Regions from separate parts of the Mus musculus genome. Here region 1 is linked to region 2. Evidence: chromatin contacts called from public HiChIP or PLAC-seq data. All regions are on one chromosome and are shown on one strand. The core of a region is the stretch at or near the end of the contact, and the rest is flanking DNA. Distances in the headings are between cores, read along the strand shown. Region 1 holds the start of Adprhl1 (ADP-ribosylhydrolase like 1). Region 2 holds the start of 4931415C17Rik (RIKEN cDNA 4931415C17 gene).

Region 1 (3,483 bases), core at 128-2,627, 580 kb after region 2:
GAAGCATCTCGATCCCCGTAGTGTGGTGAAAGCACCTCAGCAGTGTGCTTTCTTCTGCCTCGTTATTCAGGGGCAAGTTGATGATATTCCTATACAATGACCACAGAATCCATAAATACCTGCGTTTCATCATGAGGTACACTCAGAAAGATGCTTCACCATTTTCAACAAGCTGTGACACCATATCTTATCAATGTGTGTCTGCTCTATTTAGAGACACGGCATTGGTGGCATTCCTATACAGTGACCACAGAACTAAGCTGGGCGTGCTCACGACAGACGGACAGAGCAGGGAATGCGTATGTGGGGTCTGTTGGCTCAACTGCTGGCCTCAGGCCTCAGTTTTGCAACGATGGCATGCCAGACCTGCAGGGTATTACCATCACACTGTGTCGAGAAAAGACACACGGCGCTTGTATATGGGCGCGTCTCTGAAATCCAGGTAACATTTTGTTGATTTTAGCTCCTTAGGAAACAAGCTTTGTTCTTCCATGTCCAAAACTCTTCCTTAGACAATTTACTCATAAATTACGCCCAAACTGGATCGCTCGGACAGACAGCTCAACCTTAATTATTTGGATCGGAGATGCCACCCCCAAACAATGTTATCTCAGTGGGCCCACATTTCAAGCTCTTCTTTATAGACTTAGAATAAGATGCTCAGCCTCTGCAGTGCACCTATGTCTGTCTGTGCTTTGTCTCCCCCACCCCTGCCCCGCCCTGCAGAGCAGCTCCTAGAGGGTTGCTCACCTAACACAGAGACAAGCGAACACTGTTCAGAACCAGGAGCTTAATTATCTGCCAAGGGCTGCTGTCCCCTAAAGACACTCAGGAGAAACATGACCTGCCCGCTGCCTCTCAGGCTCCAGGTCTTGGGGGAATATTAAATCCCTGCCTTCAGCAACAGTGTCAGGTAACACAGGGCTCTAAGACACCACCTTCAGGGTTCTTGGTACTGGTTTGCTATCAACCCAGGTGGCCTGTCTTTCTACCCCAGCACACTTGGAGCCACGAATACGCCAGTCAGTCCTACCTGTGGTCAGGGCTTCAGCAGTCGCCATGTGCATGATGGTGTTGTCGCTCACTGGCCACCTCCCAGGTGAGAGCACAAGGCTGTCCAGCCCCCCTGTCTTTTGCAGCTCCTCCTGGATTGAGCCTAAAACGCTGTTCTCCCTGCAGATGTTTCCATAGCCGAGGGCATCTCCAACACTCCCCAACAGCATTGCAGCCTTGAACTTCTCCATCTTGGAAGGTGACCCCTCTTACCCTGCGGTTGCCTTTGTCCTCTCCTGGCCACCCTTAGCCAGCCCCGCTGACATTTATACTGGTCATTGTATCACCATCCAGCACTCTCCAAATGACCAGGCGTTCCTTCCCTGCCTTGGCAGGTGGCACCAATGAGATAAAGGCTCAGAGCTCACCACGTGGGAGCTGTTTGGGACACGCTGGCTCTCCAGCAAAGGAGTCTGCTGGCACCAGTGTACACCCAGCCAGCTCAGCCCAGCTCAGAGCCCGTGAGCTGTGCTACTCTGTCAGCACCTTGGTGAGTTGTGCCCCCTGCTGGCAGAGCGACATACCACAATGAGAACATACTGCTCCATCCCGGTTCCTTGACCATCTGCTCTGCCCTACCTTCAGACAGACACACTCCTTTTGCCCCTTCTTGTCTGCCCTCTTTCACTCAGCATAAAACTGAGGCCCACCCATTGTAGTTTTATGCTTTTAGAAAACTTTTCTGGCTGGGCAGTGGTGATACACGCCTCTAGTTTCAGCATTCAGCATTCAGGAGGCAGGGGCAGGTGGATCCCTGAGTTTGAGGCCAACCAGGTCTACAGAGTGAGTTCCAGGACAGCCAGGGCTACACAGAGGAACCCTGCCTCAAAAACAAAACAAAAAAAACAAAACAAAAAAAAAACCAACAACAAAAAACAAACAAAACCCATCCCTTATTATAAAATTGAGGGCTGTGGGCTGCAGTAGACCCGACAGAGCAATGTTACCTAATGTATACAAGGCCCTTGGTCTGATCCTCAGTTCCATTAAAACCATGACATGAGAGAAAACCTTACAAGAACGAGAACTCCCAGCTCCTGTGAAAAAGTGTTCTCTCACAACTTAGTGTCCAGTAAGGGGCTCCAGTGCTAACCTTTAGTGATGCGTGTCTATACAAACAAACTTCACTTGTTGTAAACATCACTGCCTGCTCATGGAATTATTAAATAATGAGGATGGATAGGTGCACTTTATAAAGCCAGGCTTCTTGGTTTGAAATGACCTAGGTCAACCACCTCCCTATACCCTGTCTCAAGCACAAACCTTGCAGCCTCAGACATTGCTGGCCCTCTTGTGACGTAAATCTGTCACCCAGAATTGGCAGTGCATCACTTGGACTTAGAATACAATTGGAAAGAACTTTAGTGTGTAACAAGACGCCCTTCCTGCTGGCCCAACTCTCAGTCTGAAGCAGTCCCACAAATCCAGAAGGTACATAGCTCCCATCCAGACAGACAAACAGCAGAAGCCAGCAGGAGCCAGCTCCCACTTACGGTGTACCAACTTATGGACAAGTGTGACCTGGCTCAAGGAGTGAGGTCCAAGGACTCTTGGGAGAGGCTTTGTTGTGGATGTTTGGAAACCACTTCTACACTATTCGGTCAAAATCACACACAAGATAAGGCTGCCTCACTAGTCTGTCTACCTGACATTCACAGAGCCCCTTCTGTTACAGGATGCTAGGCACAGCAAAAGAAGCTGGGAAGTTGACTTCTGCGCCCACAGAGCATCAAGTATGAACTGCACTGAACATTTAAACTACCACAACTCAGCACCTACGTCACTTAGACAAGGAGTATGCTGTCTCCTCTGGGAAGTGGAACAGATTACATGCATCTCCTAAACCTGTGGTGTTGGGTAAATATGTTCTAGATATAATCTTAGCTGTAGTAGCATATTCTGATAGACGGCCCCCACATTCCAGCATATTGGGCAGAGAAAGCGACCTGGAGGGATGGAGCTGTCTGTCTGTCTCCAACATGCTACTTACCTGGTGAGGATGCAATGTGGCAAGGGCTTGCTTGCTGTCACTACAGAGGCTCTTTCTGTTGCTCCAAGACAAAGCCCAGGACCTTGATGTGCACAGGTAGGTATTTGTGCAACCAAGAATAAAGGACATCACAACACCAGGGAAAATATTTTATTTACTATGTCTGAAGTTTTCAGCATTTCTGTAACATGCACAATTCAAGTGTAAATAAGAGAACAGAAAGCACAATTGTTTAAAAAGCCTTTATCAATTACTGGTATGTCACAGCCTATTGACAATCCCATAGAACTTAACTTATTTATGCTTGTTTGCCTATTTGTTTTACTGTGTGAGTACATGTGTGTGGGGAGTACATGCATTTCATGGCACATGTGTGGAGGTCAGAGGACAACTGGAGAAGTCACTTCTCCCCTCCACCACGTGGCTCGCAGGGACTGAAC
Region 2 (3,717 bases), core at 1,018-3,517:
TTTGGTAGGCTCAAAAATAGTCTCAACTTGTACCATTTAACAAAAAACTAACTCATATCACACATAACAATAGAACAGAACCTCTCTAGGGCAAAAAGATGAAAGAAATTTTATGACTTTGGATTTGATAACAGTTCTTCACATGACAGCCAAATCATGATAATGTTAAGTGTTTTTTGTTTTGTTTTGTTTTGTTTTGTTTCCTCTTTCTTCCAGGGGAGCATTTGGGGAGTAAGGCAGCACTGCTTTCAGGAATCCATCCTTGCCTTCCACCTTGTGGAGAAAGCAGATAAAGAACACTGTACCCAGATAAATAAAGAACACTCAAAGTTATAAGGGTAAGCAACCCAGCAAGAACATATGTTACAAAGAAAACAAAATAAAATACAACCTTAGGAAGAGATCTGAATGGCCAAACAAGAAGTCATGCTCAACAGAATCAGGAAAAAGAGATGACAACAATTAGCTATGGCTACACACCTGTCAGAGCACAACAAAATATCAACAAAGTGTGTGAGGGCAGAGAACCCAGCTGACTCTGCATCCCTCAACTCCATCCACAGAGAAGACAGCATCATCTTTAATGAGCTTTACCCTGGATCTCTCTGAAAGTCCAGCGATTCACAAGACATAATCACAAATGGGGGTGGGAAAATGGGAGGATACAGGATTCTGCTTTAAAGTAGCATTTCAATCACCTGAAGGCTGTGAAACTTCTATCAAAAGGGATCTTAATGTAAAATTCAAATTTAGAAGTTCATAATGAATAACTTCAAAATCTAGCTATAACTACGAGGTTCTTTCTGGAAGGTAAAAATTTTGGACCCAATGCAATAAAAGAAAAATGATGGTATGGCGTGTTAAGCCTTAGTTATCTAATTTTGCCTATGACTGGATCACTCCCTTCAGAAAAGTAAACTATCCTCTGCACTCACACTCTCCCCAGATACTGGAACTCTAAGCTCCTCCTATCCGCCTTCTCCCTAGCCCTTTATCACCCACAAACACTGTGTATTCACCAACGTGCTAGTCACATTCCCTCCATTAGACAGGAGCATCTCTCATGGCATAATAGGGTCGAGGAAGCCTCAAAGATTTCTTACATGAACAAACTGCACAGTGAAACACTACAAGGAATAAAGCAAGAAGGGAGTTAAGTCAACGGTTTAGTAGTGACACAGTAATTCATCCTCTACGCTGACAAGTTGTTACATAGGTTGTTACAAATTATGAAAGATCAAAAGGCTCTCTCAGTTTTTAAAACTCGGTTCTTGTTTAAAGTCTTCCCTTGAAAACCTGCGCGATTTGTCTCAACATTCTAAGGCAACCCAGTCATGTCAATTACTAAAACCTTCCCTCAAGACGCGTCCCCACTCATCTCCAAAATGAGCTTCATGAAACCAGATCCTTGACATTTTCCCCACCCCCAACTACGGCGGCGACAGTACGGGTAAAGTGGGCAGGACTGCCTTGGGGGTCTGGCTTCTTAGAAGCATTATTCGCTAGCTGAACCGTCCAGGAATAAGCGAGCATCATCTAACCAGGACTCATCATCACCAGAGGCAAAGGTGACAGCAGAGTGAGAAGCACGCAGAAGCAGAGCTGCAGGCTGCCGTGCTGTCTGGACGAACCCAAAAACAAACTCGGCCGCTACAGCAGCTCCGGCCTGGGCCCCCAGGGCAGGGACAGTCCGCGAGCCGCACCCCTTTCCTTCCCGGGGGCCGGGGAGAACAGCACCCGGCCGGCGGGGGTCATGGCGCTCAGTCTCCACAGCCCTGAACCCCGGGACGCGTACCTTCGCTCCGGCCCAGGATCCGGCAGCACAGGTTCTGCAGCAGAACGTTGGGCGACTTCTGATCCGGAGTCGCCATTACCGCGCCCGGACTGCGCACTGCAGCCTCCCCGCGCCCCAGGATCCCGCGCCCTAACTACGGCGCCGCCATATTCGCGGAAGCGGCAAAAGCGCGCGCCTCCCATAATGCACCGCTTCCCGCGCGAGACGCGCGTGCGCTCTCCCGGCTTCTGCACTTGGCAGCTTCTCCGCGCTGGAAAAGTCGTTGCTGGGCGACGCTCGCAGCAACGCGTTCCTAGGATGCCCGTACGCGTCCGCAGCTTGCGGTCTGGGCGCTGCTTGTGAACAGCACTGGATGCGGAGTCCGAGTGCGCTTGAGCCACACAGGGACAGGGGCGCCGGACTACTACGCAGGGCTCTCGTAAGTGAGTTCTCAGAGGTCTGGAACCTCTGCCCCTTGACGTCACCAGGAGGTAGTCCTGGAAACGGGGATACTGAGATGGAGAGGCTTGAGCGCTGCCGCAAAGGAAAAATCAGACGCAGACACGAGAAATTCTGTGCTGTCTGGGACGCAGGAGGAGGAGAGTCCTCGTCACTGGGAGCCCAGCTCCGCCGCTCCTGCCCGGATGCTCGGTGGTCCGCAGAAAGCTCCCTTCTTAGTCGCTGACTCAGGACTATGATAGCAGTGGCACTCAGAGGTGGCTTAATGGAGAGCATACCTTTATTCGTCTTTTGCTCGCAGATCTCTTAGCCACCCTTCCCTGCCCGCTCTGTGATGTACAGAATGCGGACACACTCACTCCCTGTACAAATGGTACCTGCTGGAGCTCAGCCAGTTGAAGCCAACGATAGAAACTGCAAGAGGAGACTCTCGGCTTCAGCCTGGAATTTGACTACGACTCTAACAAGCCGAGACTCTCAACACTCAGCTCTCAGCCCATTCTTAGCTCCAGCCTATTTTGTACCACCCACACAGATGATGCTCCATCAGAAGGTCTAGAATAAGGCCATAGTGAATAACTATCAGTCATTCCTGGTGTTTCTTCCACCCCGGGGCCAGTAGCTAACCTTCAGGTGATCCACTTTTCTGTTTCCATCATCCATGTAGTCAGAGCTCAGTCCTCAGTCCCTGTAGCCTCTGTTTTGTTGAGTGGTCCTAGCACTGCCCTTTGGTAATAGGAGTGATCCCAGCAAGAAGTCTTAAGGTGGCTTTCTGGACTGAGCACTCACACATTTAATTGCAGATGTATTGACAGTTATTTGAGGGTGGCCAATGAGCCAGGAAAAGCCAGAGCGGTTTGCTTTTCTGTGTGGCTACTTGAAGTGAAATGTCAGCAGATAGATGAAAACACTTAGAAAGTAGCTGCTCCAGCACAGTCTTGACAACAGGAGCTGATGTCACCAAGTCAGGTGACTCGAGTTCCCCAGAACCCACAGAGCAGGAGAAAAGCAACTACCTCAGTTGGTCCACTCACCTCCACCATACAAAATGAAGTCAGTCAAGTTAGGACATTGTAAATCAACTAAGCCAGTGACCAAAAAATGCTAAAAAAAAAAAAAAAAAAAAAAAAAAAAAAAAAACAGGCTTGATGACACAATGCCTTTAATCCTAGCACTTGGAAGAGGCAAGTGGTCTCCAAGGAAAGTCTGATCTATATATTGAGTTCATAGACAGCCAGAGCTATAAAACAGAGAAACCCTGCCTCAAAAATAATCACACTCACACATACGTATGTGCATACATACATACATACATACATACATAAATGGGTTAGGAAGATGGGTTAGTGGTTAAGAGCACTAGCTGCTCTTCCAGAGGACCTGGGTTCAGGTCCCTGTACCCACATGGTGGCTCACCACCATCTTACCATCTTGTAACTCTAGGTTTTTTTGTTGTTGTTTTGTTTTTTGGGTTTTTTGAGACA

What was found. HiChIP or PLAC-seq counts read pairs in DNA pulled down with a chosen protein or histone mark.
Region 1: a contact with region 2 is called in an H3K27ac HiChIP or PLAC-seq map of thymic regulatory T cells, with 6 times the contacts expected there. The contact joins the promoter of Adprhl1 here to the promoter of 4931415C17Rik in region 2. A contact is called at or near these places in 8 of 39 promoter capture datasets (the 3T3-L1 cell line, the HPC-7 cell line, HPC-7-derived erythroid cells and 3 more), 2 of 115 datasets of contacts at active chromatin or transcription factors (stem cell-derived neural progenitor cells and thymic regulatory T cells) and 2 of 9 other capture datasets (adipose tissue and embryonic stem cells).

The regions. Positions count from the first base shown.
Region 1 is chr8:13,252,785-13,256,267 of GRCm38.p6, forward strand. It overlaps Adprhl1 (ADP-ribosylhydrolase like 1), which reads right to left and starts at 1,378. Exons shown (of 7, transcript NM_172750.4): 1 at 1,034-1,378. The coding sequence starts at 1,244. It overlaps Dcun1d2 (DCN1, defective in cullin neddylation 1, domain containing 2 (S. cerevisiae)), which reads right to left. Exons shown (of 7, transcript NM_001024504.2): 7 at 3,179-3,483.
Region 2 is chr8:12,670,160-12,673,876 of GRCm38.p6, forward strand. It overlaps 4931415C17Rik (RIKEN cDNA 4931415C17 gene), which reads left to right and starts at 2,268. Exons shown (of 2, transcript NR_166502.1): 1 at 2,268-2,866. Tubgcp3 (tubulin, gamma complex associated protein 3) reads right to left here and starts at 1,941. Exons shown (of 22, transcript NM_198031.1): 1 at 1,796-1,941. The coding sequence starts at 1,871.